Regions from separate parts of the Mus musculus genome. Here all the other regions are linked to region 4. A link is a contact called in public HiChIP or PLAC-seq, Micro-C and promoter capture Hi-C data. All regions are on one chromosome and are shown on one strand. The core of a region is the stretch at or near the end of the contact, and the rest is flanking DNA. Distances in the headings are between cores, read along the strand shown.

Region 1 (4,713 bases), core at 344-2,843, 450 kb after region 4:
AAGCTTGTGGGCTTGTTCTTTCTTTCCTCAGAGAAAGAAAGAAAGAAAGAAAGAAAGAAAGAAAGAAAGAAAGAAAGAAAGAAAGACAGACCTCTGCCCTATACAAGGGGGCTGCCTGTATTGACAGCCATGCTAACGGAGGCTCAGGGGCACAGGCAAGTTTCCAACATCGCACAGCTCAAAAAATAACTCTGAGCTCTACAAGCCAAGTCCTTGCTCTCCAAACCATCTACCTTCTGGTACCCACGGAGCTGGTGCTGGGAAGACCCAGGGTCTGGGGACTGTCAATAGCAAGAACGCTGGTCTCCCATAAAAACAAAACAAAGCACAACCAATCCCACTGGCTGGAAAGTGTCTGGCGCTTAGGCAGATAAGGGTTTTCAAGCAGGACACTGCTCCCCGCCTGTAGACATAGGAGCCGCTTGGGGACAGCTCCCACGGGCAACCCTTTGGACTTCAGAAGAAGCCATCGTGTGGCTGGGTTGCAGGCGGAATGGCAAGCTGGCCAAATCCTCAGACACTTGGTGTTTCCTTGGGATGGGATCTTCAGGAAATCCTAGAGGTGTTGGGTATGGCTAAGCAAGTGATGGATTGTTCAGATTACATCCAAGTTCCCACAGCGATGGATCCCTGAAAAGCTTTCTGGAAAGCTGAGACGCAGGGTGGGTGATTTTTAAGAGTTTTCTCTCTATTATCAGCCACCCGCCTGTGGGCACGCTCCAAGGAGGGCAGACCCTGCGGTAAGATGTTAACCTCAAGGGTCTTCAGCTGCTGGGAGAGGCCGAGGAAGGAGCACACCATTCACACCTTCCCTTCCAAATATATGGCAGCTGGGCAGCTCGGAGGCCGCTGCCCTGCAGCACCAAGAGCTCGGGTGCATGCGCCATGACCTCACAAAAACCCCAGCTCAGTCGGGAGCCCCAGACCCCCTTCCGCCTCTTGTCATTCCTCCTGGTATCGCGGCTGGGGCGAACAAAGCCTACGCGTGAACAAGCGGGTAGCATCGCCCCTACGAATCCCCTCTCCAGATCCCTAACTCCGGCCCCTACACGCCCCTCCCCCGCTCCCAGGCTCGGCTGGCAGGGGGCTCAGGACGCAACCCCTGGTCACCTCCTTGGAGGGCAGTCCGCAAGCCTTCCGGAGCCCGGAGCTCGCATATCAGGGAAAGAGACGCAGTCTGTGTTTGCCGAGCCGGATACCCGCACGTTTCCAAGGATCTGGCCCGGCCCCCTCCTCCGCCCCTAGCTCTGAGTCGGACGGGCGGGCTCAGAAGGCATCAGCGGGTCTCCAGGCCCCGGGAGTAGCTGGCTAGTGGGCAGAGGGAGGGGCTGCGGTTTGTTGTTGGGTTCTGGGGGCCGGGGTCGGACTCACCTCCCGGACCAGCGCCCTCGGGAGACTCCATGCGGCCAATGGGGTCCGCGGGGGGTGTGGGCAGCGGCGGCGACAGCCCGGGTGCCCCAACTGCTCTGGTGACTACTGAGTCCGGGCTTCGGGCACAGCGCATCGGGGCAGCAGCTAAGGGGCCGCGGTGGCGGGGAGGAGCCCGCGGGGCGGGGCGCGCAGCTGCTTCTGGCGCCGCTCCCCTCCCCATCTCCAGCAGCCAGCAGCACAGGTGCAGCCCCGCCCTGCTCCTCGCGCGCCCCCTGCCGACCCGGCCAACAACAACCCCCCCCCATCCCACTCCCACCCCCCCACCCCCACCCCCACCCACCCTTCTGCAGGGACGTAGCCCTTTGCGGACCTCCGACTTCAGCTAGCTTCCCTGGCTCCTGCGCACTGAGCTGCGCGCTGGCTGCGGTCCATCTATCCATCACAACCTCGGGCTTTTGTGGGGCGCCAGCGACATGAGGAGCCTGGCAAAAGAGTTAGGAGAGGAGGTGCCACAAGAAGGGCCAAAGCAGCCCCAGAACCCTCAACTGATAAGCCTGGAATTGTGGACCTGATTAATGCTATTGAATCCATATTGAGAGTACAAGTCCGGGAGGAGTGGGGGGTGACCTGGTAAAAAGAAGGCCTTGGATGTATTGATAACCCACAGCTGGAGTCCCATCTCCAAACGCCAGTCCTGCATCAGACCTGCTTGCATGGCACAGTGTGCCATTTAATTTTACGTCGACTTAACACAGCTGAAGTTATCTGAGAGGCGGGAACCCCAATTAAGAAAACGCCTCCATAATGTTCCGCCGTAAGGCATTTTCTTAATTATTGATGTGGGAGGGCCAGGCCACTGTGGGTAGCGCTATTTCTGAGCTGGTAGTCCTGGGTTCTATAAGAAAGCAGGCTAAGGCCAGGCTAAGGCTAGGCCTTGGTACCACAGACCTTTAATTATCCCAGGGCTGAGGCAGAGAGGCAGAGGCAGGCGGCTCTTTGAAAACAGCTTGAGCAAGTCGTGAGGAGGAAGCCAGTAAGCAGCTCCTCCTCGGCCTGGGCGGCAGTTCTTGCCTCCAGCCTCCTGGCCTGCTTTCCCTTCTGGCCCTGACTGCTTTTGTCGACGAACAACGGTGTGGAAGTGTAAGCCGAGTATGTATTTCTCCCCAAGTTGTTTCGGTCGTGGTGTTTCCTCACAGAAATTGTAACCCTAACTAAGATACACAGTATCTCTTTACTCCTAGAGATCTAAAGATGCCCGGCACAGAGACCGACAGACAGCAACTTTCTCCAGGTTGCACAATTCAGGGTTAGAAGTCAGAAGGCCCAATCTAAAATCCATTTACACTTTTACAAAAAAACAAAAACAAAACAACAAAGGAAATTATCAGAGAAGATGAGTTATTCATAACTGAACAGGCTGAGGGGAATTTGAGTGGATGAAATAAGTTGGTACTGCCTTGGGCAGAATGGATGGCTAGGACAGTAGCCAAAAAGCTTCATTGAATCAAGTAGGGTCTGAGTCAAAGCTCTGGCTTTCTGCCCAGCTCTAGTGGACACAAGGTAGCCTGTGGCCTTTAAGCTTGAAGGCCGATTTCAGAAAGTTAAATAGTTCTTAGTTTACAAAACAAGGGAACATCCCCACCAGCTGGCTAAAGCCCTCTGAAACCCCACCAGGCCTGGCTGAGTCAGTGCTCGGTCCTTGGTCATTCCTTTCCTCCCTGGGACAAAACCAGGGTTATAAGGTTAGCTTAGGGGGAGGGGGAGGGCTGGAGAGATGGCTCAGCGGTTAAGAGCACTAAGTTCAAATCCCAGCAACCACATGGTGGCTCACAACCATCCCTAATGAGATCTGATGCCTTCTTCTGGGGTGTCTGAAGACAGCTACAGTGTACTTAAAATAAATAAATCTTAAAAAAAAAAAAAAGAAAAAGAGGGTTGGGCATAGGCCACTATTAGGTACCTGGGACATTAGCAGGCTGTGCTTTCCAAAATAGTAAAGCAGTTAAAATGTCAGGGAGCCAATCATGGTGCTACACACCTGTCCCAAATGCTTCACAGGTGGAGGCAGGAGGAGCAGTTCATGTTCATCTCTGATCTTGCTGATGGTCTGGCTTTGAGGTCAGCCTTGGCTACATGGACTCCGCCTCAACAAACAAGCCAAAACTGCTGGAACCATTTCTTCCAGAACCGTACCATCAGGATCTTTTAGCTGCAGTGCTGTTGGAGCCTGTGACTGCACTGGCTAGTAGAGTGTGGGAGATGTGAGACAGTGCAACTCCCAAGGCTAGGTCTTTAGGAAAGAAATCCAGCTTTCTTGGAAGGCTCCCGTAAAAAACAGGCTACCCGGAGTCCACCTGTGTATGTTCCGGCTGACAATCTGAGCTCTCGGCTGACAGCATTCGACAGCTGACCTAACTGTGCTCAGGTGCTTCTAGGTGCTGCTTTTGAGTTTCCCAGGCGAGTGGGGCTCGCCTTAAAGTTCACTGACAGCAAACAGCGTGGCGGCTATGTTGGACTTTTGTTAAGATTTACTACAAATAAGCCACTGTTAGAATGCTCACAAGGATCCGGTGTTGTTCTTCCAGCGGGCCATTCTTCAAGAATCTGGGAGAGGGGACACTGGGAGGTTGGGTTAGCAAACAGGGGAGTCTCATTGCTAGGAGCCTCAGATCCCCACCACTGAGCAATCTTTCTCTCCTGCTGCATCCACTTATGGGTGTGGAATCTTCATCCTCAGAGCAGGCAGAGGAGCATAACCTGCTGTCCCTTCTGTTTCTGTTTTACCCTGTCCTGCTAAGCCACTTTGTTGTTGTTTTGCTTTTGTTTTGTTTCTCTTTCTTTTTATGTATGTGCATACACTGCAGCTGTACAGATGGTTGTGAGCCTTTATGTGGTTGTTATGCAGGGTGCAGCCCTGCTCCAAGCAACTCCAATCAACTCGCTTATTTATTATTATAAATAAATACACTGTAGCTGACTTCAGACGCATCAGAAGAGGGCGTCAGGTCTCATTATGGGTGGTTCTACCTTCAGAAGAGCAGTCAGTGCTCTTACCCGCTGAGCCATCTCTCCAGCATTTTTTTCTTTTTTTTTTTTTTTTTTTTTTTTTTTTTTTTGAGACAGGGTTTTTGGTATGTAGCCCAGGCTAGCTTCCAACGCATGCAGTCTTCCTCTCAGCTTCCCCAGTGGTCGCAGGCATAACACCCTTAGCGTTTTTCTTTCTGGAAGCCCAGCTTTACACGTTCAGTCTCATCAGAGCAGCATGTGGAAGGAATTTTCACAAGCAGGGCAAGGTGGATGGGCCGCAGGAGCGGGCTCTTAGCTCAATATTTGCATCCAATT
Region 2 (4,409 bases), core at 668-3,167, 490 kb before region 4:
GAGCTGGTGCAGCAGGTCACAGGCCGCAAACATGGTTCCTGGGGGGAAGGGACAGAGAAAGAGGAGGTGTTCAAGCTCTTTGCTTAGTCAGCACCCAGGACAGGGTCTGGCCCTTTGAAGTCTGTTTGTCTTGGGTTGGTTCTTTACCTCCTGTGGCCAGGAGGTCATCCACAATGACCACTCTCTGCCCGGGTTCCAAGGCATCTTTCTGGATTTCCAGCTCAGCCTGCAGACAGGAAGTAGTGTAAGACAGAGTCTAGGCGCGAACAAGTGGCCACCTCCCTAGCCTCGAGCGTTTCTGGGTGGTGTAAACCTGACCCAATGTCTCAACCTCTCTGAGCACCCACATTTACTCCTAGACACTGGTAGCCGTGATAAGACCCTGCCCTTCCTCTACACACAGCTCGCTTACCTTCCCATACTCCAGAGAATAGGAGGCTGACACAGTGGGGCCCGGCAGCTTCCCCTGTTTCCGGATGAGCACACAGCCCACGCCCAGCTCCTGAGCTAGGGAAGGGCCAAACAGGAAGCCCCTGGAGTCTAGACCTGTTAGGGTAAGGAGGGAAGGTTGTGGGATGGAGCTGAGGGGCATGGGAATCTAGAGGCCAAGTATGGGCGAGGTCAACACTTGCTAGGAACACTAGGTCTTGCTGACTACGGCTAGAAGAACGTTGATGGCTACTGGGTAGCCATCAACTCATCATCTCAGCCTTGGGGATCCTACCTGCCTTCTGAACAGCTCAGGGCCACCTATGGTGGCTCTTGCCACCTTTCAAATGCAGCATCTAGCTGTCGTGGGAAGGATACATACATGCCCTAATTTCTGGAGCATGGCCAGGGGTACCAATAGGAAGTGAAGTGGGCAAAAGTCTGTGGTCCCTGAGCACTTACCAGGGCCACTCTGTTCTCTGGGGTGCCCACCCTCCCTCTGGACACTCCTGGTGGACATTCAGCTGTCCTAGGGTGTTTCTGAAGCTCAGGCATGGAGCCAGGTAGACAGCAGTTGTTTAACACAAGCTTGTGTGAGGGAACAAGAGAAAGATGCCCCGGTGTAGTCCTGGGGAGAAACAGCCCCTGAAGCTACCAGGCTTGAGGTCTGCCCAGGCACGCCACGCCCAACCAAGGTTACCTAATTTTTAGTATCTAGTTCATCCCAGAGGCTACCCCTAAGCAAGGATGTCCGTCATCTGGAGGTTCCAGGGTCTCCCAGCCTGCTGTCAGGATGCTGGCCAGCTTTGTGCCCTAAAAGAGGGAGGCCTGGTTCTGGACACAAGGACAGAGCAGAGTTCGTCTCTAGGAACAAGCACCGAGGGCAGATGCCTTAGGGTACCTAGCAGGGAAGGGAGACTCCTACATAGTTCATCCAGGGTGAACAAGCGTCCAAGGCAGTGAGGAACCAAGGAGGAAGTGTCAGAGGTTGAAGAAAGAATGGATGGGTGTGGGGCAGACTGTGGGTGACACGAGGGGGAAAGGGGATAGGGGCTAGGACCGTGGGGGACGAGCACGGCCTAGCAAGGCCACTCGCCTGCGATGTAGTCGATCTTGCCGCTGTGCGTGGACTTCAGGTGACTGGCCAAGAGGCGGATGGAAGCTCGGAAGGAGTCCGGGTCTTTCAAGAGGGGCGAGATATCCCTGGGAACAAGGACAGGAGAGTGACCCGCGTGTGGCCGGGCAGAGGCCCCGCAAGATCCCCGAGGCTGCCTACGCGCCTGCGCCGGGGGATGAGCGTACAGCGCCAACGCCTCGCCGGCTCGTGACCGCACCTGAACAGCACGCCCGGGATTGGGAAGTCGGGGAAGCTGCGGATGCGCCGCGCCACCAGTTTCAACTCAGGTTCCGACATGGCCGCGTGCGTGTAGGAGGCAGGGAGGAGGTAGGTATCAGCACGCTAAACTCACGTCAATCCCGGGGGGAACAAGGGCGGAGCGTCCTCGATGGGCGGGGCTTCTGGGTGCGGGTTGGTCTAGCACGAGGGGCGGGACAGGCTGAGAGGCGGGGCCTCTGCGAGGTGTGTGTGGGGCCTGAGTCAGGGGTTAGATTTCTTGAGCTGCCTAAACACAAGCATCCCTACCTCAAAGATATATGGGTGGAAAGGGGATGTGCGATGTCCATCCTTTTTTGGTTTTGCCCCACACACGCTTTTTCAGTCCTGCTTTTCCAGGGGCTAGTCTTCTGGACCTGGGGGAGCAGGGACGGGTCTTGCCCAGGTCCGCTGGAGTGGTTTGGCCTTGCGTTCCTTCCCTCGCGCATAGTACAAGGGGCCTGAGATTCAGCCCCTGCTTTCCTGGAATTAGCCCGGAAGGGAGCTGATGGATAGTCTTAGGTCCAGAGGTGGGAGTGCACTGTGTGTGGGCTAGAGCGCAGGGGAAAGCAGGGTAGCAGGGCGGGTAAGGAATGCCTTCTCTGAGACCACAGACACTCCTGTGCATTGCAACAGAATGTGCCCTCCTCGTTTTGGGGTGGGGACCAGAAGGTCCTGATAGCCAGAGACAGAACTGGGGTTCTACCTTCCCAGCACAGTACCTGGGTCTATAGGTAGTGGTGTGGAAGACTGTCCTCTGAGTATAATGGCCATTATCATCTTCAGTGCAGTTGCAATTACTCAAAAGATATCCTCCAAATTGGCCCATGCTCCATCAAAGGAGAGGGTGTGGGGAGGGTCCAATGGATTCTAAACATTCCTTCTTGGACCTTCCTGTGAGCCCGTGAGCTGCATTCTTCCATTTGATGTGGTCTCTGGAGGCACTAGAATACACACACACACACACACACACACACACACACACTCACATGGAGGAAGGTTAACTAAAGGGAAGCTCCGTTATGAATCTATTAGGAACTTGTCATCTATGCTGGGCCGAGACTTTTCCGTTTGGTTGATGCAGCTGCTCTGGGGGTCATTCATGTTCTTGTAGGCAGTGAACTCATTGGACACGATGGTTACTTTAGGCTCTCACTGGAATCGTATCTGGGGCATCTGTTTCTGAATCCCCAGGGAAAGCTCATGCAACAGGTACGTGGAGATCTAACACACAGTCTCCCATCATAATCTCGATTTTAAAGACCAGGATATGCCGGGCGGTGGTGGCGCACGCCTTTAATCCCAGCACTTGGGAGGCAGAGGCAGGTGGATCTCTGAGTTCAAGGCCAGCCTGGTCTACAAAGTAAGTTCCAGGACAGCCAGGACTACACAGAGAAACCCTGCCTTGAAAAAAATAAAAACAAACAAACAAACAAAAGACCAGGATAGGTGGTCTCATGATGGCGCACGCCTTTAATCCCAGCACTCCCAAGAGAGGCAGGCAGATCTCTGAGTTCAAGGCCAGCCTGTCCTACAGAGTGAGTTCTAGGAGAGCCAGCACCTCACTGAGAAACCCTGTCTCAAACCAACCCAAAAATAGACTTGGGGCTACCAGAGCTAACCCCCTCCTGTTCCTTTATTCTTCCTCTCAGTCTCTTCACCATCATTTCCCAACCGTTACAGCTCAACCTTGGCTCTGCAGTTACTGCACAGATGTGAAAACTTGTCCATGAGCCTTCAGAGAAAGGGTCTTGGAGATTATGTGGAGCATATGAGAGGTGGCAGGTTACAGAAGTGGCCCCATACTGCCCTGAGCCAGGGCCAGAAACTTAGGCTGTCATCTTCCCATCTCCATGGGGCAGTGCAGATGCCACCTTGACTGGAAAAGGTGCTGTCTTTGTCTTTTGTTTGTAGCCAGTGCGAAAGAGGTAGGGTGGCTCAGAGGGTTGGCCTGGGGGAGAAGCCAGATAGATGGCACTTCCTTGGCATTTCGCTGAAATCTTCACTTTTGTGTACGGCACCTAGGTTGAAATGTATGCAGGGACAGTGACAGTGCTTCAGACCCTGGGTTGACGTACCTACGGTGATCAAGGCCCCGGCTTCCTTTTCAGGAGCCAGTTGGCAAGATGGGCTGTGGTGCTCGAGAGCGGACTACAGGGTCAGGGCTCCAGGATGAGCAGTCTTGGAGCCTTGCACCTGGTTGCAGGGGCCGTCCATGCAGGGATGGGTGGGCAGAGGGCAGCTGGTCTCTTCCATTCATCAGTCCGAAGGACAAGGTCTCCCAGGCACTTGCAGGGCTGGCTGGAGATTCTGGTCTTGGCTAATGGGCCCAGAAACACTTCTCAGGGACAGACTCAGGAGGTGTCAGACACTTCCCTAGTTTTTCACAGCCTGGGGGTGCCCAATTCTGGAAAAGGACATTTAAGAAAATGAACTGCAGTTATTCAGGCGTTTCAGACTGGGCACAGTTAACGAGACGTGGCCCTCCCGCCTCACCCACCCACCTGGCTGCAAGGCGGGGATATCCCTATCTCCATGCCTTCCAGAATCCTAGGAATGTGGAGCCCCGGGTCCTGCTTTAAAAAGCAGCTCTGGCTCTGCAGAAAGG
Region 3 (4,642 bases), core at 114-2,613, 390 kb before region 4:
CTCTGAGTGGCTGCCTGGGAACCTCCTGTTTCTGAGCGCCGGGAGGAAGCACACACCCAGCCAGACATAATGAAGCCACATCCTGGCCTCAGGATAGGAGGGACGGGTGTGACAGTTACTGGGATCAACCCTACAAACAGGAGCATGAGATCGTCTGTTATTTTGAGGAATTGGGCTCTGAAAGTCAGCTTTAGCTCACATGATCAGATAGTTCTATTCATGGAGCAGGGGGGTAGGTCCAGCCAGCACTGTGGTCAAGAAGCCCAAACACACCAAGTTCAGGGCCATGAGTTGAAAGGCAGCGGCTCAAAGCCAGGAGCTGCCAGCCTGGCTGCCTTCTGCTCCACCTTAGTCAGCCCGACTCCGGCTGAATTCCCAGCCATCTGTCCCTCCGCGGTGCTCACACCTCCTCACACCTCCTCCCCGCTGTTCCCACAGCCTGGCTCTGGGCCTGCCCTACACACAGATGGACCGTTCCCAAAGCCTGTGAGAAGGATCAGAGCCGGAGGCTGTGCCTGCACCTGGCTGTCAGGACCCCAGGGAGGGCGGTCAGGATCCCCTCCCGACCATCAGGAAGGATGCTCAGCTCCATGGCCCTAATGGCTGATCCAGGGACCAAAATAAGAGGGGGAAGGGCTAGAGAAAGCAGCAGACCCTCTCCTGCCAGCACTATCTCCCAGGAAGGTTGCCCTCCCGCTACTCCAGTCAGTCCCGAGCCCTGTCATTCAGGCTACCAGTCTTTGTCAGGAGACCCGGCACCCCAGGGGGCGCTTGTGGGTGGTGGTTGGGGAGCCCATACTCCCCCACCGACTCAGCTCCTACCTAAAGATGAACCACACACACTCTGGACAGGTCAAGCTGTCTGCTCACCTAGGGTGGCTGCAACTCAGTCAAATGAGTGGGCAGAGTTGGCTCCACCCTGCCGTGGGCACGAACTTTGTAAAGTGGAGGGGCTGGAGAGGGGGTGCAAAGCGAGGACCCCCGGGACGGCAGCAACCGGCAAAGTAGGGTGACAGCGGCGGTGTTGAACAGGGCAGGGGCGGCACTTACGGTCTGGAGCTCCAGGGGACCGTAGCTCTCTCGCAACCCGGCTCCCGAAGTGGCTTTTCCTTCTCACTGGGTCGCCACCTCCATAACTTGGGGGCGATCCGTACGCTGTCTTCTCGCGCTGCGCGGGGCTCAGGCGCGCGGCGGGGTCGGGGCGCGCGGGGCGACCGCCTGGGCCATGCCGAGTGCGTTCGGCCCCCAGCGCGGGAACAAAGCCCGCACGCTGCCCGGGTGGTTTCGGCCTCGGCGGCCGCCGGGTCCAGCCGCCGTGCTTTCGGCTCTGCTGCCGCGCGCTCGCCCGCGCGTCTCACCGAGTCCCGCGGCCCCCGCCCCGCGCGCTCCGCCCCCGCCTCCCGCGCCCCGCCGCCGCTGCGCCACCTGCCTCCAGCCCGACGCCCATCGCGCTCGCTCCGCCCCGGGGCGCCGGCCGCCGGAGAGAGGCCCGGTTCCGTGCGCCCGGCGCCGCCCAATGCCCAGAGCGGCTCCCGCCTCCACCGCCCGGGTGGCCGAGGGGCCCCGGGACGCGCCCGGCGGACTTGGCTATGGGGTCCGACTCAGGACGTAGGGACCTCAGGAGCGCCAGGCCGCGCGTGGGACCCCCGTACGGATGCAGGAGAGCGGGGCCGTGGAGTGGGAACGGGCCGAGGAGTCCCAGCGCGTAGCCAGTGCGTGCGGCGCGGGGCAACCCGGTGCGGGGCGGACTCCTAGCTGTGCGCCCCCGCCCCGCGCAGGCCGCGCCCCGGGAGGGCGGGCGAGCTGAGCGCACCGCACACACCCACCTCGGAGCAGTCGCAGCCCGACGGCGTCGCTGCTCCCGGAGCCGCGGTGTCTACTCCGGGACGGGGAGGCGGGCGCCCCTCCTTCGGCCGCCGCACCCCCCCTCACCCCCTTCGCAAGCCCTTCGGGGTACCCGGGCCACCTGCGCGTTCTGCCGGCAGGGGGCGCGCTCCACCCGCCGCGCTCGGCCTTGGTCCCCAAGGCGCCAGGCGACCTGCGGCAAGTGGGCTCAGGATCCCGCTCTCCCCACTGCCATCGGGGCCGGCGTTCGCATATGCTTTGCATTCGTTTGCATATCATTCATTTTAATGTCAACCTGAGGAAAAGCCCCCAGCCGCTGCTTCTGCTTGTCCGCGTCCTACTTTCTCTGCTTCCTCTGAGCCTGCTCCCCACCCACTTTACCCACTTTTCCTCGAGGCGCCTTGCGACAAGTCCCAGGCGTTCCTCCGGTTGGTACATTTGAGCAAACTCGCTGCACTTCCTTCCTTTCCCTTCCCAGTTTTTCACTCACTCACACTTTGCTTCTTTGAGACTAAGGAGAGACCCAGGGTCACCGCCTGCAGAGACAAGGGGCCAGAACTTCAGATCAGCGGGGGGGTGGGGGTGGGGGGGGCTTGATTTTCATCTCATTAGGCATACATCTGCATGTGAAGGATAAAAATCTAGCAATGTGCCAAAATTAAATAAATAAATAAGTAAAAATACCCTCCGTTTCTTTCCAGGCTTGCTGTAGTGGCTTGGTTTTCCCCAGTTGGGGTCCCTCTCAGGGGTTCACCTCTGCCTTCTTGAAAAAGCGTTCCTGCACGGTCCTCCTGGGGTGGGATCTGGGCTCCTTGGTTTCCCGGATCTCCCTCTGTGGAGGATGCTATCTAATCCTAGTCTGACACCTATAAAACTGTCCACATTTTCAGATCTCCCTGGCCACATGTATCAATCTTATAGAGGAGTGGAGGGTCCCGAGCCCATTTCACAGAGGAATGTGGATCTAGAAGAGTTGGCTATGTGGCTTGAGACCGCAAACTTTTTATCCCAGGCATATGGACACCAGCTGTGTGGCTGCTAGTGTGCTGTGTACACCGAGAAAGCAAAGGACAGTCCTCTTCAGAGATACTGTCGTGAAGAGTGGCCCCGGCAGAGTGGCCTCTCAGCAGACCTCGTAAGCCAGTCTCTGGGAGCTCAGCCTGAGGCAGGAGTGGGACCCTCAGCTTGAGCTGCAGGTTTACCCACCTCGTGCTGCTGGGTGGCATGTCTGTTTTGTGGTAAGTGGCCAGTGTGTGGCTTGAACTTAAGAAAGGTGCTCACAACCTCTGTTGGAGGTACAGAATTCAATGTGACAGGTAAACCTCTCAGCTAGGAAGCTCTCCCAAGAGAGAGCCATGGCTGCTGCACAGGGAGGAGATGGTGGGGGCCCTGAGGGCTGCTTTGTATGGAGTGGGCCGGCCCCACTGCAGCATAGTCACAACGAGTCCTGACAGCCGTTGTCCCTCCATTTTTCCACCAGCTGGAAAGACATTTCCAGAGCCCATTTGTTACCCACTTGGTCTCCCTGCTACTTTATGAAGAGCTGGTTCCCTGTGGAAATGTCCAGGTCACAGCTCTTCGACACTCTCATGTTACCTTATGGAAGCTCTCAACCCACACTGTGTATCCAGTCCATCTGCAAGACACACGCCTTCTCAGAACAACAAAGAGTCACCAAGCACCAGGGATCACGTGGACACCTTAGAGGCAGCAGCCGCTCAGGAAATCAGGTGCCGCCTGAAGCTCTTTATTGTCTATAGAGACCTGGGCTTGATTCAATTCAAAGGAGCCACTTTCTCTTGCTTATGGCAGTGTGGCTTTCCCCAGTGAAGTCAGCTCTCTACCTTTATCTGGTCCCTGCTTCCCACGAGGCTGTGAGAGGGGCTGTGCCTGCCCGAGCTGACAGTACAGAGCTCACAGTACAGAGCTGACACCAGACTTGCAGCTGGGGGCTCTTCTTAGAACAGAAGCCCCTTTCTCTAAAGAAAGCAATCTCAATGTCTAACACTTCCAGCTACACCTGGGTTGTTTCTGCTATCCTCACCCCCCAGAAGGGCAGCACCTCCTTTTCTCACGGCTCAGGGTGACATTTTGACGGCGGACACCATCATTAGACATTTAACTAAACACGCAGAATACGAAACTCAGACTGGACCTCACTATAAAGGTGAGTTTTGTTGAGTCTCTGTCCACTCCTTAGTTACCAGTGCCCTACACCAGGGACACTATCCATGTTGTGCAGACCCAGGGACAGCTCTGCCTTCTGATCAATCTTTCTATGAATCTTTCTATGAATCTGCTTCAAAAACTTGGTCTATTTATTTTAAAAACCCCGGGAGACAAAAATATAGATATCAATGACATTTTAAACACCTTATGTAAATAATAAAGTGTATGTGCCATTGAGAGGTGTAGGGGAATGGGCTCTGGTCTGGCACCTTGATGCCTTCACAGCTTTTCTTTCTGTGATGCACATTTCTATTCTATTCCACAAGGAATAGGTGCAATGGCCAGTGACCATAATCCCAGCATTTGGGAACCGAAGCAGAAAGATAGTGAGTTCCATGCCAGCCTGGGCTATGTTAAGAGACACTACTGAGAAAGAAGAGAGTGGAGAGAAGGAGGAAGAGGGGGAAGAAGAAGAAGAAGAAGAAGAAGAAGAAGAAGAAGAAGAAGAAGAAGAGGAGGAGGAGGAGGAGGAGGAGGAGGAGGAGGAGGAGGAGGAGGAAGAGGAGGAGGAGGAGGAGGAGGGAGAAGAGGGGGAGGAGGAAGAGCAGGAGGAGGGGGTGGGGGAGGA
Region 4 (4,473 bases), core at 1,829-4,328:
AGGATTTAAGAAAATGTTTAAAGGTCCAAAAAGATATTTATGGGTTGATAAACCCAAGTTATGATAGGAGATGATTTAAGTAGAGAAGTTTGAACTCACCACGGTGGGGTAGAGAGTGGAATACTTTCTCCAAGTTTGCTAAATGCATTTGGACTGGACATTGTGAATGTAATCTTACCTGATAGTTTTCATAATTCGTTTTTTGTTTGTTTGTTTGTTTGAGACAGGGTTTCTCTATGTAGCCCTGGCTGTCCTGGAACTCATTCTGTAGACCAGGGTGGCCTTGAACTCAGAAATCCGCCTGTCTCTGCCTCCCAAGTGCTGGGATTAAAGGCATAATTGTTCTTATTATATGCAGCTTATTGAAGTTAGAGAAAGAGACTTTTATTGTACTAAAAGGGGGAGATGTAGGGCTAATCTCCTGTGTACTGTGTGGAAGCACCACCTGTCTATACAAAGCCGATGGTCAATAAGCTGAGGCAGGATTAGAAGGCGGGACTTCCAGTGGAGAGAGAGCCAGGCAGGTGGCTTTCTCACCACTGGAACACGGAGGACATGGGCACAAGAAGCTGAGGAGAGGAAGCCAGCCACGAGGTGGAACTCAGGTTAGAATAAACGGGATATTAACTTAAGAGTTAGCTGGGGAACGAGCTAGCTTATGGCCTAGGCATTTATTATTAATGTTAAGCCTTTGAGTTATTTGGGAACTGGGGCACAGGTGGAAAAGCTCGCGGTTATAAGCTGATCTCGTCTCCTTGTGGAAGGAGGCTGGGATGACAGATTTTGCAATGCGTGTGGACTTTCCATCCTTTCTGGAGACTGAATTTACATGGAAGGCTTCCCACCACGCCCTTTGTTCACAGGGCCAGTTCCCTAGCCTGTTTTTAAAAATTGTCTTAAAATATTTTTCATTTTTAGTTGTTTATTTAATCTTGAGGAAACACTTTTCCCAAGATGGGCCGGCTCACTTACACTGAAGACAGTACCCTCTATCCACCTCCAGAGTGCTTGGTGCACAACTGTTACTCCTGGCTCTATTTTTTTCTAAATCTGTAAAATACACTCTTTACTTCAAATGCTAGAGACATGGCTCAGTGGTTTAGAGCACCAGCTGCTCTTCCAGAGGACTTGGGTTTAATTCCCAGCACCCACATGGCATCTCGCAACCATCTGTAACTCCAGTGCCAGGGGATCTGATGCCCTCTTCTAGCCTCCCTAAGCACCAGGCACACACTAGGTGCCTTGCATGCAGGCAAAACATCCACACGTATAGAAATGAACTAAAATATTTACGGAGCGGGAGAGATGGACGCGTGTTGCTTTTTTGGAGGACCCAGATTGATCCCCAGCACCACCCGGGGGTTCACAATCACCTAAAATTCCAGTTCCAGGGCATTCAATGTCACGTTCAGACCTCTGAGGGCACCAGGCTGGCACATATACACTTACATATAAGCAGGTAAAACACTCAGCCCATACAATTAAATGATTTAAACTTTCACTTCTGCGTGGCACGGTGTGTGCATGCCTTTGATCCAGCCCTGAGGGGGCAGGGGCAGGGAGATCTCTTGTGAGTTTGAGACTGGCTAGGACTACATAGTAAGATAATTTTTATTTATTTATTTACTTCAGAGAGTTTGCTTGACATGAAGCCAGGCACCAGTCAGCACCGAGAAGGCTTATTGTTTGAATTATTTAGTGTTAAGGGACTTGGAGAGTACAGAAAGACATGGAGTGGAAGGAAAGGCACCGAGACTGCTTTGGGGGCTTTCTGCAGTTAGACTACCAGGCACCAGCCTGGCATGGACTAGCAGGACTCAGAGCTTCAGTGGCCCTGCCCAGGCCTGGGATTGCAGCTGTCCATGGGTGGGACAGCAAGCTCTCCCTTCTGTCTCTGCACAAATGAACTGTCAAAGCCAAATGGTATGAAGCTCGGGATGACGGGTGCTCCTCAGGGGCAGTGAGTATAATTAAGGGGGCTCTTAATTTGGTCATAAACACAGTCCACAGGAACAAAGAATGCTAGTGGTTGCCTGATGCTAAGGGAGTTGGAGAAATGGGTAGTAGACCACTAATGGCTATAAGGGGGGGAGGGGTCTGGAAAGATGGCTCAGTGGTTAAGAGCACTGTCTGCTCTTCCAGAGGACACGGGTCCAATCACCACTTTAAATGTTTTATTTAATGTGCACTGGTGTTTTGCTTGCATGTATGTCTGTGGGAGGTTGTCGAATCCCCTGGAACTGGAGTTACAGATGGTCATGAGCTGCCATGTGGGTGCTGGGAATTGAACCTGGATCCTCTGGAAGAGCAGCCAGTGCTCTTAACAGCTGAGCCATCTCTCCAGCCCCTCCAGTTCCGACTTTAGGAGCCCCCCTCCCTCCCTCTCTAAGATTGAGGGCACCGTTTTCCTACTCTGTATGTAGCTGCTGCCCTGTGGTCTCACACACCACTGGCTCTAAGTTGATTCTGTAGCCAGCCAGGGGCATCCCCCGGATCTCTGATGTTCAGAAAAACTGGTTCATTCTTGTCAGGCCGGCACACAGGAGACGGAGCTTGAGTTTGAAGCCAGACTGTTGCACAGCGATACTGTATTTAAAAAAACAAATAACCAAAACCAAGAGGCAGGTGGATCTCCGAGTTCGAGGTCAGTCTGGTCTACAGCGAGAGGACAGCTAGCACCACACAGAGAAACAACAAAATAAATACGTACAGGAAGGACGGAAGTGGCCAACAGGAACCACCAAATCGCACCCCAAAGAAAGAGATAACGTGAAAAGCGAATCGTGTATCCACTTGCCAAGTACTGGAAACCGCAACTTGGACTGTTAATAAAACACAAGAGAGAAAAATACCGGGTAACCGTAGCCTGTCTCTACGTGAACCCGCAGGCTGCGGGCTGCTAGCTTTCGCGCTGCGCACCCTGCTGACTCTCGAGGTTTCGCAGCTAACCTTGCGGATACCAGACGGTTCGGACCGCGCAGGCGTCGCCAGGAGCGCGCGACCTTCAACCCCGCGCAAGCGCAAAGGGAGGCCGCCCTCAAAAACCTGACCGTTAGGGCGGCCGGAGCCGCACTGCGCAGGCGCCGCTTTCGGCACCATGGCGGCCGCCTTGCTGCTGCTTCGCGGGCTCCGCCCCGGCCCGGAGCCCCGGCCCCGACGGCTGTGGGGCCTGCTCTCAGGCAGGGGCCCAGGCCTCTCGTCCGGGGCTGGGGCCAGGCGGCCGTACGCGGCCCGCGGGACTCCGGTTGGCCCGGCTGCGGCTGGAGGCCACGCGCCTCAGGTAACCCGCTCGGAGCCCGGCGGCGGCGGGTGTGGCGGGTCGGTCCGCGCCGACCGGAAGTGCGCCTGCACCTCGCTCTTCCGCAGGAGGATGGCTGCTGTGGGCTCCCCGGGACGGGAGGCAGCATCTGCCTCGGGTGGTTCGTCTCTCCCTGGCGTGTGTGAGAGAGACGCCCTGTATCACTGTCCCTGGCGGCTTCAAACTGAGTCCTGGTCACCCGTGCCTTTCCGTCCTCTTCTTTCTGGTCTGGAGGCAGGCGTTCATGTGTACTCGGAGCAGCCCTTGGACTCCCGATCCTTTTGCCCACATAGGTGGTGCACACTTGCAATTTCAGTATTTGCTGGTAGGACGAGGCCAGGAAGATTGTGAATTGGAGACTCAAACTGGGCTGTGGGTGAAAGTTAATTGACTTTTGTTTCTTCGGTTTTTTTGTTTTGTTTTGTGGCTGAGTCCAGTGAAATTCATTGATGGAGTTGATTGACACTTTCCCTTGGCCCCTCCCCTTCTTGGGAGGCAGTTCTAGGATGGAAACCGAGGAGGGAGAGATTCTCAATACACAGTTGAAGATGACTTTGAACTTTTGATGCTCCTGCATCCCCTCCCAAGTGCTGGGATTACATGCATGCGCCACTGTACCCAGTTTTAAGGAGGTACTGGGGATCAAATCCATAGCTTTCTGCATGCTAGGCAAGGACTTTGATTAGGCCTGTGTTGTTGTGGTATATGGTCTTAGTGTTACCTCGGTCTTTTTCTCTTTTTACAGAGTTTGCTATTGCGAATACTGACCCCTAGCTTTGAAGGTATTAGCGGATTGTTACTGAAACAGCATATAGTTCCAAATGCAGTCAGACTGTGGCCGCTTTCAGGTGTGTATGCATTGCATGGTCCATTACTGAGGGACACAGGTTTTACTGTAGTCCTATAAGAGCATAGTGGAAGAGGACAAAACCAAACAAACCAGGTCTTACATGCCTGTAATCTCAGCACTAAAACAGGGGCTGCCAGTTGGAGGTCAGGCAGAACTAGCTAGTGAAACCCTGCTGGCCCCCTGCTCACCCCCACCCCCCACCCAAAAAAACAAAAGGTTTTATGTTGTCTGAGAGCACAGCACTTGCTGCAGTGAGCAGGGCTCGCTGTGATGTTCAGTAGAGTAGCCTAGGAGCAGAAGGCCATGCTGTGTGTGCAGCAGCATC
Region 5 (4,435 bases), core at 1,615-4,114, 310 kb after region 4:
GGTCTGCAGCAAGCACTCTAACCACTGAGCAGCCATCTCTCCGGCCCTTTGATTTAAAAGAACAGGCAGAAAATGTTAGGAATCAGTACTGTCACTCAGCCAGCAATGACAACACTCACATTTAACCAATTATGGAGGCTCACACTTGTTAAACCAGCAGCTGGGAATTAGCATGAGGAAGGTCACTGGTTTGAGGCTAGTCTGGGCTATGTAGCAAGCTGCAGATGTCTGAGCTATACAGTGAACTCTCAAACAAGAAGCCCCCTCATGTTCATGAAGTATTCTCATGGACATCCAGTGCCATGAACTACGTACAGTTCTTGATCTACAGACTCGAAAGCAGCCACATATCCAGCTCACACTCCAAGCATGGTGTCACCAGTTCTGATCCTCACACAACACAAATGAAAGCAATAAACTCATATTTTGGGAAACACCCAGCTGAGTTGCAGGGTAATGCCTGTGGTTGTACAGTGCCCTACAACCACTTCTGGAGGTTGTACAACAGCCTGTCCTGTCTTATGGTTGCTGGTCTTTTCTAAACAGTGGGTTGCATGTCAGCCCACTGAGCTAGCCTCAGCCTCATCCATCGGGACGATGCCAAATACAGTGGTTAGAACTGAGATTTTCAGAAGGACCAGATCTGCAGCAGTTTGGGGAGACACATTTGGAGCTAGTGGTTCAGGGAAGATCAACTCCATCCTTCAGGGTCCATGACTTGTGTCTCAGGAGAGGCAGTTCTAGACTGAGACCTCCCACTTTATTCAAAGGTAAGGCTACTGACCTGTGTAAGCTGGCCACAGCTCTGTGTGTGTGTGTGTGTGTGTGTGTGTGTTTTCAAGACAGGGTTTCTCTGTATAGCCCTGGCTGTAGACCAGGCTGGCCTCGAACTCAGAAATCCATCTGCCTCTGCCTCCCAAGTGCTGGGATTAAAGGCGTGCGCCACCACTGCCCAGCCTGGCCACAGCTCTTGATCACGGATGGCACAGAAGCCAGCCTGGTCCTGAACAGTCAGGGCGGCAGCATTGAGCCTGATGCGGAAGAAGCTGCAACTTTAACAGTGCGCAGGGAAGAGGGTTGGGGGGATGGGCACCTTGGGACAGCAGCTGTGAACCATCAACTTTGAAGTACCTAAAGATACTTCATAGTGTGGGCAGAGGGCTCAGCATCCAACCCAGGGACGAACCAAGACTCCTGGGGGAGGCAGGGTGGAGTGGAGCACACGGACAGTGGGACAGGGGGCTCACACAAGAGCAGGAACTAAGGGATTGCTGCCCTGCCTGCCTTCTCTGTCCTTGCCAACCGCCTACATTGTTTGGACTTTGGGAGTCACATGAATGCAAAACCGGGTTCTCTCTGGGAAACTTAGCTCATTAAGGCGTCTTCACCTGTAAAAGGAGATCTATCTCCCAAAATGAAGCTGGAATTTAAGATAAGTGACTGATTGCTTCTCAGCCTTTTGGCTAAGATCAAGTAAGAGCAGTGACTGGCCTAGCCCTCTCCTGCTCTCAAGCTGGGGAAAGGTCCAACCCAACCCCAGCTCATTTTACTTTGGAGGTACTCAATCCTGACTCGTCTAGGAAAGTTTTCCAAAAGTATAAAAATTGGGGCGTAGACATGAAGTAGCTCTGTAATTCCAGCCCTTCAGAACAGGATTTCCATAGCTTCACGGGTAGCCAGCGTTACAGGGCAAGATCTTGGTTTGGGTGGTGTACTGGCTAGTTTTGTGTCAACTTGACACAGGCTGGAGTTATCACAGTGAAAGGAGTCAATTGAGGAAATGCCTCCATGAGATCCAGCTGTAAGGCATTTTCTCAATTAGTGACTAAGGGGTGAGGGCCCATTGTGGGTGGTGCCATACCTGGGCTTGGGTTCTATAAGAAAACAAGCTGAGCAAGCCTCCATGGCCTCTGCATCAGCTCCTGCTTCCTGGCCTGCTTAGTCCCAGTCCTGACTTCCTTTCGTGATGAACAGCAGTGTGTATGTAGTGTAAGCTGAATAAACCCTTTCCACCCCAACTTGCTTCTTGGTCATGATATTTTGTCCAGGAATAGAAACCCTAAGACAGGTGGTGTTTTTGTTTTGTTTTAAAAAAAGGTCGGTTGTTGTTGCACACACTTTTGGTCACAACACCTGGGAGGCAGAGGCCAGCATGGTCTGCAAAGCGAGTCCCAGGACAGTCAAGGGTACACAGAGAAACTCTGTCTCAAAAAACAAAAACAAAAAGAACATGGAAAAAGAAAAGATCTGTGCCGAGGATCCCTATGTCCTTATTGTGAAAATCTTCCTGAATTAGAATACACATAGGTAGGGCTGCCGTGACTTCACACCACGGATCCACACCTAGGCAGCTCTCCCCTCACCCAATACCCCTGTAACATGACCACCCCTGTTGCGTTCGCGACAATAAAAAGCAAGCCCTAACACCTAACTCGGCTCGGTGCACGTTGTGGAGAGGAGTTACCCAGTCTGAAAGAAGTTAGGTTGGTTCTATTAAGGTGAAAACTGTCCCTTTGCAGTCTAGTAACAACGTGGAGGTGGGGGACATCGGACAAGTCGCATGGGTAGGCTAGCAGAGAGGGGTTGGGGACTGGGTCCCTCGCTCCTGTCATAGCAGAGGTCTTTGCACACGGGCCTTGCGGCGTGCGCACCTGCTCTCACGGCCTCCTCGCCTGCCCCACCCCTGCCCGCTCGCCCCCAGGCTCGCCCCCGGGAATCGCGTTCGTGCGGAGCAGCGCTCTGAGCCTGCGCGTTGCTGCCCGCCGCACAGCCGGCTTTCTGAAAGCCAGCCATCTCCAAAGCCGAAGCACCGCACCACGGCCGCCGCTAGGGCCCGACTCTCGCGAGAGCTCCCTGGGCCACCCTTGCACCTTCCCCGACTCCACGGGGAATTGGGAGGAAGTTCCGGAGAGCCGCGGCGCGCAAACGCGACACGCCAATCTTGCGCCAGCGCGCCGCAAGTGCGCAGGCGCCGCCACACTGCTGCTCTTCCTCGTCCCTCTGCCCACATCAGGCTGTCGGGTCCTATGTCGCGCCGGGCCCTCCGGAGACTGAGGGGGGAACAGCGCGGCCAGGAACCCCTAGGGCCCGACGCCTTGAAGTTTGTCCTCCTTGATGACGATGACGCAGAGGAAGAGGGACCAAAACCGGGGCTGGGTGGCCGGCGCCCCGGGGGTGCAGGGAAGGAAGGAGTCCGTGTCAACAACCGGTTTGAGCTGGTGAGGAGCTGGGCAACCTGAGGGGGGGGAAATGGTGGGGGCATGACGTCATGCGAAGGGGCACAAAGTTGGGTCTGGACTGCAGTCGAGTGGGCGGAGAGAAGGGACTGCGCCGCATCGGGGAAGGCGGGTCTTCAGCCGCAGGGTGGGTGGGGTGAGGAAGCCGTGTTCCCCGTCCGAGATCGAGTGGAAGGTGGAAGAAAATGCCGAGCGAAGGGGCTGCTAAAGGCTAACGGGGGTGCCGACAAGGGGCTGAGTGACAGGACTTTGCTGCAGCATAGGGCGTGTCTCGCGGCTGTGTCCAGAGACGTGACGTGACGCAGGGCAGGACGGGGCAGTGACGTCAGAGTGGGCGGGGCGTGACATCCGAGACAGCTAAGGGGGAGGGGCACTGTGGATGGCGAGTGGGAGGTGGGGTTCAGTTGGGTCTAGGCTTCACTGAAGGAGTAGGGTTGTTCTGTCCGGGGCAATGGGATGGTAGGGTAGGCTTGGTTTCATTTCTGCGACTTGAGGGAGGTCTCTCTTCTGCAAACATTTCGGCTTATTCATCACAGTACTTCTGTGTGTCCCAGCTACTTGTACCTATCGTATCGTATTCCTCGCAGCAGAAAATTGGGTAGCAGTCCTGAGCCCCGTGTTTTTCCTTACGACAGACTGACCTGGGTCTGCAGTTTCATATGTGTATAAATTATGATTCTGACTTCATGTGTGGGCAGATAATATGTCTTTTCCTCGTATCTCCAACTTCCACATATGGTAAGGTGTCAGTGGCCATTTTCGAGTGAGTAAAAAGATGTAATGTGTCTGAGACTCTCAGTCTTGCAGTGAATTGTCTCAGCTAGCTGGGACACACGGAAGTACTGGGTCTTCCTCAAGTCGCAGATATGAAACCATGTCTATCCTACTGTTGCAGCACCCAAGACAGCACTACCCCCAGTTGTCCCCAGCTTTTTATCAGTTAGCAGGTTTAAAAGTTCCTAGCAAAGATATTGATTGGTGTGAGAAATGTCACAGACATTTTGGAAGTTTGGTTCAGAGATTGTTTATTTCTCCCATAAGGAAAGGAAGGGATCTGTCCTGTAGTCTGTGGCGATGGTGAAATATGTCTTCCCTTGGTACAGAGAACTCGCCTGCCTCCTCTGACTTTGAGCCTGAGAGCAACCCCCATTCCTACTGTTTCTTCTCCCTTCACTAGTACTTTTCTTAGATTTACTTTT

Evidence for each region. Promoter capture Hi-C pulls out the DNA fragments that hold promoters and counts their contacts. HiChIP or PLAC-seq counts read pairs in DNA pulled down with a chosen protein or histone mark. Hi-C and Micro-C count contacts between places; a contact is called where the count stands out from the background.
Region 1: a promoter capture Hi-C map of neural stem cells shows a contact between it and region 4. The contact joins the promoter of Dbndd1 here to the promoter of Spg7 in region 4. A contact is called at or near these places in 2 of 39 promoter capture datasets (liver and neural stem cells) and 1 of 115 datasets of contacts at active chromatin or transcription factors (bone marrow-derived macrophages).
Region 2: a promoter capture Hi-C map of the HPC-7 cell line shows a contact between it and region 4. The contact joins the promoter of Aprt here to the promoter of Spg7 in region 4. A contact is called at or near these places in 8 of 39 promoter capture datasets (the HPC-7 cell line, cranial neural crest, embryonic stem cells and 5 more), 11 of 115 datasets of contacts at active chromatin or transcription factors (the 230-238 cell line, astrocytes, embryonic forebrain and 5 more) and 2 of 9 other capture datasets (liver and pancreatic islet).
Region 3: a contact with region 4 is called in a CTCF HiChIP or PLAC-seq map of the NIH/3T3 cell line, with 7 read pairs. The contact joins the promoter of Cbfa2t3 here to the promoter of Spg7 in region 4. A contact is called at or near these places in 1 of 39 promoter capture datasets (neural stem cells), 1 of 15 datasets of contacts at CTCF or cohesin (the NIH/3T3 cell line), 3 of 484 Hi-C or Micro-C datasets (the AML12 cell line and bone marrow-derived macrophages), 6 of 115 datasets of contacts at active chromatin or transcription factors (bone marrow-derived macrophages, embryonic forebrain, embryonic hindbrain and 3 more) and 3 of 9 other capture datasets (adipose tissue, liver and pancreatic islet).
Region 5: a contact with region 4 is called in a Micro-C map of embryonic stem cells, with 3 times the contacts expected there. The contact joins the promoter of Tcf25 here to the promoter of Spg7 in region 4. A contact is called at or near these places in 1 of 39 promoter capture datasets (pre-B cells), 2 of 484 Hi-C or Micro-C datasets (both in embryonic stem cells), 1 of 115 datasets of contacts at active chromatin or transcription factors (pancreatic cancer cells) and 3 of 9 other capture datasets (adipose tissue, liver and pancreatic islet).

Annotation. Positions count from the first base shown.
Region 1 is chr8:123,513,862-123,518,574 of GRCm38.p6, forward strand. Dbndd1 (dysbindin (dystrobrevin binding protein 1) domain containing 1) reads right to left here and starts at 1,594. Exons shown (of 4, transcript NM_028146.4): 1 at 1,372-1,594. The coding sequence starts at 1,504.
Region 2 is chr8:122,574,990-122,579,398 of GRCm38.p6, forward strand. Aprt (adenine phosphoribosyl transferase) reads right to left here and starts at 1,918. Exons shown (of 5, transcript NM_009698.2): 1 at 1,764-1,918; 2 at 1,526-1,632; 3 at 413-546; 4 at 148-226; 5 at 1-38. The coding sequence starts at 1,843. It overlaps Galns (galactosamine (N-acetyl)-6-sulfate sulfatase), which reads right to left. Exons shown (of 14, transcript NM_016722.4): 14 at 3,248-4,208. The coding sequence ends at 4,122.
Region 3 is chr8:122,676,812-122,681,453 of GRCm38.p6, forward strand. It overlaps Cbfa2t3 (CBFA2/RUNX1 translocation partner 3), which reads right to left and starts at 1,364. Exons shown (of 12, transcript NM_001109873.1): 1 at 1,051-1,364.
Region 4 is chr8:123,062,430-123,066,902 of GRCm38.p6, forward strand. It overlaps Spg7 (SPG7, paraplegin matrix AAA peptidase subunit), which reads left to right and starts at 3,079. Exons shown (of 17, transcript NM_153176.5): 1 at 3,079-3,280; 2 at 4,044-4,146. The coding sequence starts at 3,098.
Region 5 is chr8:123,370,847-123,375,281 of GRCm38.p6, forward strand. Tcf25 (transcription factor 25 (basic helix-loop-helix)) reads left to right here and starts at 2,865. Exons shown (of 18, transcript NM_001037878.4): 1 at 2,865-3,218. The coding sequence starts at 3,027.